Regions from separate parts of the Bombyx mori genome. Here region 2 is linked to region 1. The links are chromatin contacts, called in public Hi-C maps. All regions are on one chromosome and are shown on one strand. Each heading gives the region's core, a stretch centred on a gene start, on an enhancer-like site or on the middle of the called end of the contact. The rest is flanking DNA. Distances are from core to core; before and after follow the strand shown. Region 1 overlaps LOC101739321 (serine/threonine-protein kinase 26). Region 2 overlaps LOC110385726 (a long non-coding RNA gene).

The links. A called contact is a pair of places that touch in the nucleus more often than the background predicts.
Region 2: a Hi-C map of middle silk gland shows a contact between it and region 1, with 2.0 times the contacts expected there. The contact joins two enhancer-like sites. A contact is called at or near these places in 2 of 7 Hi-C or Micro-C datasets (middle silk gland and posterior silk gland).

The regions. Positions count from the first base shown.
Region 1 is chr4:4,739,437-4,743,972 of ASM3026992v2, reverse strand. LOC101739321 (serine/threonine-protein kinase 26) reads left to right here. Exons shown (of 12, transcript XM_038021825.2): 10 at 1,036-1,146; 11 at 2,412-2,485; 12 at 3,995-4,536. The coding sequence ends at 4,004. Among protein-coding and RNA genes, the nearest start is that of LOC134198740, 69 kb to the left of the region's middle. Within about 2 kb of position 2,477, at least 4 of the 8 cell types and tissues checked have open chromatin away from gene starts, as enhancers often do.
Region 2 is chr4:4,916,927-4,921,462 of ASM3026992v2, reverse strand. LOC110385726 (a long non-coding RNA gene) reads left to right here. Exons shown (of 3, transcript XR_009972901.1): 3 at 1-1,684. Among protein-coding and RNA genes, the nearest start is that of LOC110385726, 6.1 kb to the left of the region's middle. Within about 2 kb of position 2,477, at least 8 of the 8 cell types and tissues checked have open chromatin away from gene starts, as enhancers often do.

The DNA of each region.
Region 1 (4,536 bases), core at 1,228-3,727:
ATCTTTTATTTACAGCCATTTATAGCATAATAATCGGACCACATTATGCAAATAATAGGTGCTGAGAAATCAATAGGGTTTTATATTTAAATGTACATAACCGGTTATAGCCCTTCACTATCTTGAATGTCCCTAATTAGTTGACCACGACTGTATGCATGGTATTCATTTATGACGAATGTCATCTGTGCTCTACATTTTACTAATTGTTTTAATTAATGACGTCTTGCAGATAAAGTTGATAAATAAATAGATACTAACTAAACAAAATAAAAGAAAATCGATTAACAAACACAGGATTATGGTACTGAATTGTTTCTGTATTCATTCCTCTGTATTCATTTGTATACATTTGTATACAAAATAATGTGAAAATCATTACAAAGGTGTGTGTGTGTGTGTGTGTAGTAGAAGTAATGTACCAAAAACGTTTTTATATAGTGCTCATAATGTTAGATATTGAACCTTGTATCGATTCGTTAGTTCGAGCAGAACAAAGATTACATATACGCGAGGGTGAAGTCTCAATTTGTGTAGCGGCTTTGTCACCCTTCACAACACGTCAGCTCACGTCATTTCGGATCGATCTTTTTACGAAAATTGCGCGGCCGGAGGTGTATGATATTTCCCACATTTATAGAAACTATAGAGAAGGAGTGCAAAATGCTAATTTTTTTTTTAAATTATGGCCTAATAATACATTAAATCAACAAAAAACATCACACACACTTTCATGTACTTGACACACGCACATATAAATATATTCTTTTACTGTCAAACTTTTGTTATCGCTTAAAGTCTGTGGTTAAATTGAGAATAGGTTAATATTGTTTGTCTATAGTACAGTCTTGACAAAATCTGTGATTATAGAATAGTCTTTGACAATAGAACCATAATAATGTTTAACCCTAAAATTTCAATAAATTTATAGTCAAATTTCGACTACTGCGGGACCACTAGTTTCGTTAAATGAAAATAATATGTGTATAAACAAGAACACTGGTGAACTAAATGTATGTCGTTGTTTCGGTGCAGGTGTCCCGCGGGAAGGGGGCGGGCGCGGCCAGCGCGGTGGACGAGCTGCGGCGCGCCTTCGAGCTCGCGGAGAGGCACGCGCCGCACCTCACGCGCGCCTTCGTGCAGCAGGTACTGAATAAATTAACCCTCAGACGCAGCCCACTGAGTTTCTCGCCGGATCTTCTCAGTGGATCACGTTTCCGATCCGGCGGTAGATTCTGCGAAGCGCGGCTCTTGCTAGGGTTCGTGTTAGCAACGTCATCAGGTTTGAGCCCCGTGAGCTCACCTACTAGTTAAGGCGACGCTGATATAGCCTCTCAAGGCTATCAGCTTAGGTAGGAAAAAAAAAATAAGCAGGTACTGGCCGCGGGTACCCGGGGGTTGGGGGGGGACCGAGCGCACCCGCACCGACCGGGGGGGAGGGACGCGTGTCCTCGTCGCACATATCGTCTTTTCGCATTAAAAGTACAATTTCCAAAAATATTCGAAATTGAGTTAATATACGGAATCATTTGGTATCACCAGTATTTTTCTCATAAATACTGTCAAAAGAGCGTAGTTTAGTTTCAGTTTTTTTTTAATAGTTTACCTATATCTTGATTGCTATTACAAAATTAATACATAATTTTATCTTAATGTAGTATAAAAAACAGATAATGCAACTGGTAAGAAATAAAATAAAAAATAAATGTTGCAAAGATAATTAATAGTAAAAATATCACATGTTAAACCGTTATAACACTCTCCTGTAAAATTTGTAAGTTTTGAGATTATACAGTTTTGACGCGATGTCAGTGCCGACTCGTGCCGCCGACTTTTGCGATTGCACAATTTTGCAGGCAGCGGGGTGTGAGAGAGACCGCTCTTCTCATTACACTAACTTTTCGCTGTCGAAGTGGGGACCGGAATAGGGATTTCGCTATATCCTGGTTCCCTAAGTGTTGTAGGTTTCCTCCGATGTCAGTTTGGGGATTAGAGAAGTATATCTAAGGAAATGTTATGTTAATTGTGCTATACGCATCATACGAAACAGCAACCGGTTGACTCCATTCTCCGACCCTCGTAGTGTTGAACTCGCAGGCTGTCCCGAAAATATGAGTTGGTGGGGCCGTCTCGGCGGATAGATCAAGGGGCTCGGTAGTTGTGACGCTAACGACCGTGGGTTTGCTTTCTGAAAGCGCTCCAAGACATGCGCTCCGCTAAGAAACTTCTGAAAACATACACAATAAGTAAACATAGTTTCAAACAAAAAAAACAACGCTCTAATTATTTTTGTATATATCGTCATCAGTCCTTGATACGTGTGACCCTTCACAAATTAATTGGAAGTCTTGAAGTTCCCATAGCTCATTAAAGTAATCCAATTAAACGTCGCTTGTTGTCCGTCTGTGTAGATCGTGCAGCGGGTGGCGACGCACAGCCACGCGCCCAGCGCGCCCTCGCACAACTCCTCGCAGCACTGGATGAGGTACGTACCCGCCGACTGCAGCCGAGTATTGCCGAGTGTAGCCGAGTGTAGCCGAGTGTAGCCGAGTGTAGCCGAGTGTAGCCGAGTATAGCCGAGTATAGCCGAGTATAGCCGAGTGTAGCCGAGTGGTGCCGAGTGTAGCCGAGTGCCTCCAGGCTGTACGAAACGTATCGTTCGTAAAAACTTGTATTTAACTAAACAGAAATGAACCAGAGCTTATCCGGTATATTATTATTCGGACGACGGTAACAATACAAACTGAAATGTCGTTAAGGGATAATAAGGGATGTTAGAAGTTGAAATGCTTGAATGATTTTTTTTATTGTGAAATTATAGTTTCTATTTTATATTGAATATCGAATTAAAATCTGAAACATACTCTTATTTCTATTAATAATTAATATTAAAATAATTACAATTAATTATTTAATAGAAAATTAGTTTTGTAAGATTTAATTAATCAAATCGATCGACAAGCAATCCCGGCATCTAAAAAAACCTTTTCTTTTACAGTAAAGAATGTTTCGTTTTCAATTAATGCAAGGTTTTTTTTTAATATTAATCACAGCCCATCATATCACATGTCGCTAATGGTTGGACTATAATGATTATTCCATGATGGCTATCTCGCTCATAATTTTGCTTGCTAATGACGTCACACGTGAAGTTAAAACTAGTTTATTAAATACATTGCGCGCTCTTTGAAAGAAAATAGAAATTTTCTAGTGTAATGTTTAATTTAGATTGTTTATATGATACAAGTTAAAAATATTTTAAGTTTTAATAGGTAGGGATGCTCTAATCAAGATAATAATTAAATAATAAATGAAATATGCACAGTGCTCTCTGGCATGAAATTAAATCGACTACAACTCCAATTTTTATGAAAAAATTTTAATATTGCATTGCGTCAATATCATATAATATTAATACGTGAAGCAAAAACTTTGTATCCTTTTTTACGAAAATTGCGCGGACCGAGGAGTATGAAATTTTCCACACTTATAGAGAATACAGAGAAGAAGTGCACAATGCTAATATTTTTTTAAAATAATGCATAAAAGATACATTAAATCAATAAAGAAAACATTACACACACTACATACCATGTATTTGACACACACACGCATGCATACTATTTATTGTCAAACTTTTGTTCTTGACGTCTGTTGTCAACTTGAGAATAGAGTAAATATTGTTTGTCTTTGTTATGATTTTTATAGTGTAGTCTTGGCGAATTTTGTGATTATAGAAGTATAAAATACAATCGTAATAGTGTACAAATTTACAATTCCAATTATAATTAATTGGAATTGTAAATTTGTACACTATTCGACTATAATTAGTCGAATTTCGACTACTGCGGGACCTCTAGTGCTTTATTAATGGTTAGAGTTTTTACAAGCAAATAAAAATGGAATACAGAGATTACATAGATAATTAATAAAGATTGAATTATGTCAAGTTTATTATATTATATGCTATATATTATTGTTCTGTTTGTTTCAGGGATCTATAATGGCGCTTGTAGCGGTCGCACTTCACACGCGCCGGTCACACGTATATATGCCTTATTGTTCACGGAATAACGTTCACTATTCAAAAAAAAATTTTTAACGCTATTCGAGTTAACTCTTCAATATAAAGTAGCGTCGAAAGGAAAATATTAATATTTTTTGTAAGTAAATGTAAATTTTATTAAATTTTAATTTGATTTTTTTTTTTTTATTATATTTGTAACTATACAATAGTTTGAATACGTTCAGTCATATATTTCGATGTTGTATGATTTCACGATTTGTTTTTTTTTTTATTAATTTCGTTTAGGGGTTGAACGTGCGCAGCCGCAACCCAGTCACAAAGTTGCAATGCCATAGTTTAACTAAAAAAGAAAAAAAAAAAAACTAAAATATATATTTTTTCATTAACGATTACTTAATGCGGTTACTAAACTATAGATTCGTTTATTATTTATGTAAATATTGTATTGGTTGTTCATTGCCGAGTTGTAAGAGCACTTTAGTTGTTTGCATTGTAACAGTGCTCCCTTA
Region 2 (4,536 bases), core at 1,228-3,727, 180 kb before region 1:
GTGTTAGTTGTGATGTAAGCGCCGCGAGGTGCTGAGGTACGATGCAATATTTGCATTCCAGTTTTGTGTTTTAAGTTTAGCAGCCGAGGGTAGTAGTTGTTAATGTTTATTTAAAATCACATTGCCAAATAATTTGGGTGTTGTGCTATTATTTATTTAACAAGAAAATCGAAAATCAATTTATTACTTTCCATCACTAATTTTATTTGTTTGATCGAGAGTGAATAATTAAAGTTGTATACTAAATGATTTTACAAATGTTTCAATCATTACAATTTTTATGCATTTTAAAATGTTTAGTCAAATCAATTACATGATATTATTCATAATAATATTTATTATTCTATGTATTGTTCTCATGTTATTTTATTTCATTCAACTGTAGTCAAATGACAGTATTTTTATAACAAAATTGTATAAGGATGAAGGGTTCAGCCAGAGAACGTCTGCATCCGGTGTTGCTACGCTAAATTTGACGTAATAAATGCATATCGACACCGATGTCGCACGTACTTCCGGCCTGTATTACGTATATCTGATAAGCATTATGTAGGTTTAGCGAAATAGAAATAACTCGGGAGACGAACTCCAGGCACCAAATCTTATTGGTTCAATGTTATTCTCGTATTATGGTGATATAGTGCGTCGCGCTCGGCGCAGAGCTCAATATTTTTAGTGACCCTTAAGAAAATTAATACCTCTTTTGAAAAGAATATAATAATTATTACATAGTATATTCAATCGATGATCACATATTATGTATTTCCCTGTTTATTTTGATGTGATATCATAAATGACTGATCTGAATTTAGTTTTTAAGTTGGTTATCGATGTGCAGTGCTATTTCGAGAGTATAATTAAGATTTAATATTGAAAAGTGCCAATGCTCGTAATTTAATCTATATGACTGTTCCTTTAATGTAGCTGTGACAGCTCGACTCCAACATCGGAAGAGAGCTCGTCTCATCTTGTCCACTTCAGTATAATATTATTAAGCAACTTCCTTCTAACGCTAAGTATATCAAATGTTAATGTTTGTAACGAACCACGTAACGTGCACAATCTCAGTAATGCTTGCAATATTATGTATAAAATGTTTTAATTCCTCAATTTAATTTAATCCAGCGTAATGTTAAGAGTACAATATTTAATGATGTTATATCATTCTAGTATCAAAATTAACCGAAGATGTTAATATTATTATTATTAGTTAGGTAAAATTTTAAACTAGCTTCGTATAATTGGGATGTTTTAGTATTTAGTAGTGTATAATTACTACGTAGTGGCAAGCAAGATGTCTCGTGTGTGATGTGAATAATGTTAGTGGCAATAATACTCGATGTAAGCTCCCTGCCAAGAGAGTTGTACAGGGTCGCGAGCATACACAACTGAAAGATAGACACTAGGCGTTTATTTGTTGTAATTATAATAATAGCCGTAGGTATTTTATCGTACTTAAATAATTATTCTTGCGATGCCTTAATTCTGGTTGTCAATTAGACACGTCTCTGCCTAGAGTGTTATCATTGTTTTTATTTATTTTAGTTTTTGCTGTTCCGGCTTCCTCCGTGAACTTCCAGTCCAGGCTGTTCTTTTAAAATAATTTTGAGGTCGATTTATTTTTACCTAAGTGTTCTTATTAAATGTTACCAAAATGTTTTTAATAAAATATTTTTATATGTAAGAATGTGTTTTCATTTATATACCTATTAATAGTAGACAAGAATACTGATATATCGTGATTCGACTAAAGCTAAACATCGCTCGCCTACGTCGTTTATAAATAAATTTAATGATGTAGGAGAGCAGAAATAGATTGTATTTTTTTAATCTTACAATTGGAATAATTTATAAACGATAACGCGTAAGGTGATCACGTTTTGATATCATAGGTCATTTATCTTTGGCTTGAAGCCAGCAACAAATAAATTGATACGATGCTAACGAATTGCGAATTAAACATTTGGGAAAATATTTAAAGGTTAGAAGTTAACAAAAAAGAAAAAATACTATTTGCTAGGTATTTGCAATTATCCGTTTGTTTTAATACGTAATAAATTAATTTCGCCCGAAAGTCAAATTTACCACCATATTTATCTTATTTTGTGCACCACCTGACCCTCTAACTCTACCTATGTTCATTGTTTTCATTGACTACTTGATAATAATTTAGTTATTTATGTAAATTTTCAAACAATTTTCATTTTCTCTTTGTTATATACCCAAAGAGACCATACTCGCCCTTAGCAATTAAAATCAATAAGTACTTTGTCAAATTAACTAACAAAGTACAAGTACATTTTTATACTATACATACAATATTTGCAATGCAATCCCAACAAAATGGCCGACATGTACAGAAGCGCCATCTGGTTGAAATAGTTCAAAACCAAAGTACACGTTTAAATGGGACAATTTCCGTCAAAACGAGATAGCGCCATCTATACTTGACTTGTTGAAAATGCCTCGACCAATCCTAGATGGCTCTGCTATGTATGTTAAGATTATTACAATGAGCTTATAGATGACGCTACTTTCTTAAGGCTTGGCTTTTCATACATTAATTTCAAATTTTCTTATTATGACTATAAAGATATCCAACAATTTAAAATTTTTATTATATTGTATTTGGAGGTGTGACTTGGCTCTGTCTGTGGGATGCTGATAACTAGGAGAAAGGGTGACCACGGTGAGCAGTAGCCTCACCTACCAGTTAGATACCTACGTCTATTTAATATTACTAACATTTCTCCTATTCAAAATTATTTAATTCTCTGAACAGTTTTGTATTAAGATCTATTTTTATTGTATTCCTGTCTACATTACTAGATCAAAATTATATTATAAAAATATCTAGAATCGCTTTAGTTTATACATTTTATTTATTATTCTCTGCTGAAGACGGCTGTGTGCTCATTATGAGCTTACTTACTACTAAAACTCAAACAACTCTGACGTCATCGCCTGACATCATCCTTGAGACATCCATTGCATTGCATGCAATCTTCCTCTCACACCGGAACACGAATTTGCAGTGGAATAAATAAGCTGCACTGACAAGTTCTCATCCAATGTTTAGCTTCCTTAAATTTTTTAATGAAGAATTATTTGTGTCACGTGGACTTTCCCAGTTTCACCAGGACAGGTGGGCGAGCAAAGGCTTAGCCCGGAGCGAAGGGTTTTGCTAATAGCAGCCCAAGCGCCTCCGGAGGACACCTATCAACCCAAAGGCAGCTTCTTCGCGAATGAATCTACCACCTAATCGGAATCGCGACCCGCTGAAAAGATCCAGCGAGAAACTCAGCGAGCTGATGTATGAGTTAGGTAGCATGTTGAACTCTGCCGAGTTCCTTGTGTACGATTACCAGAGTCCCTAAGCCGGCTCCTAGTGTTAGAGCAGAAAGCGTCTAGTTCTGAAGTTAATGGATCTGATGGATCTGTAAGGAATTGTCTAAGGCATCGACGGTGACTGGCTCCTCCGTGGGCAGGAGTCGGGGAGTAGTCAGCGGCGGCAGCGATAAGACGATTATCATGATGCATAGCTTACCAAAGTACCGTTCTGACGCTGACCACAGGAGTTTCCGGTTCGATTCGTAATTAAGTATCAATGTTACTGAAACGGTCTTTCTGGAAAGATCCATCAAGGAACAGTGCTTCACGGCAGAAATAGGCAGGGGGCGGTGGTACCTACCCGTGCGGACTCACAAGAGGTCATGCCATCAGTAAAAACAGATGCCCTAGATAATCGATTCACATCAGGCTGGTTTCAACTTTGAAGCCCACGCGTCTCGAACTACTGATGAGGCTTTTACCAATCGATTAAATATACCTATATAGTCATCCTCATGATCGGTAGATCGGTTTTTGTTTCTGTTGAAAGTTATAGATAGGTTATTCGTGAATAATGAAAAATACGATCAGTTTACATTTAATCAAACATATAGGATTTATTGAAAAGGATTACGTTTTGAGAAAAGTCCTTGCGCCCGAGAGAGTCGTCAATAAGTAATGACCTTAAGGAAACAATATTTATTTTTATAATGAGGCCTGTACTACTTTTCCCACGCATGGGATTTGTTTTTGTAGGCCTGACCGTAGTGTTCGAGAAATTCTAATAAAAAACGCTGCGTTATGACTGCAATCCGCTTCAAAGCCATTAGAGCCAAATGTTGAAGTGACAAAATTATAAAACAAGCTAATCTTACAAACTACGATTCAATTTTGTAGTTGTTTCTGTTAGTATATCAAATACTAAAGTCCAAAGATCTCATGTACAGATAATTCATCAAAGTACATCGAACCATCAAAAGTGAAAACCTTGTGAGCCTGAACGCCCCAACGTCGATCGATATCCGACGAAATTTGCGACAAAATAACATTTTCACCAACTAGGCATTGTTCGAAATCATAATGGAATATGAATTGTTTTTTACTCCGTAATAACCGCAGCAATGATGTTTTTGTTTGGAATATCCACTTTTGTGTAGACATAATGGGTGTATTCATTCAAACGGCAGAAACTGAAAAGTGTCCTTT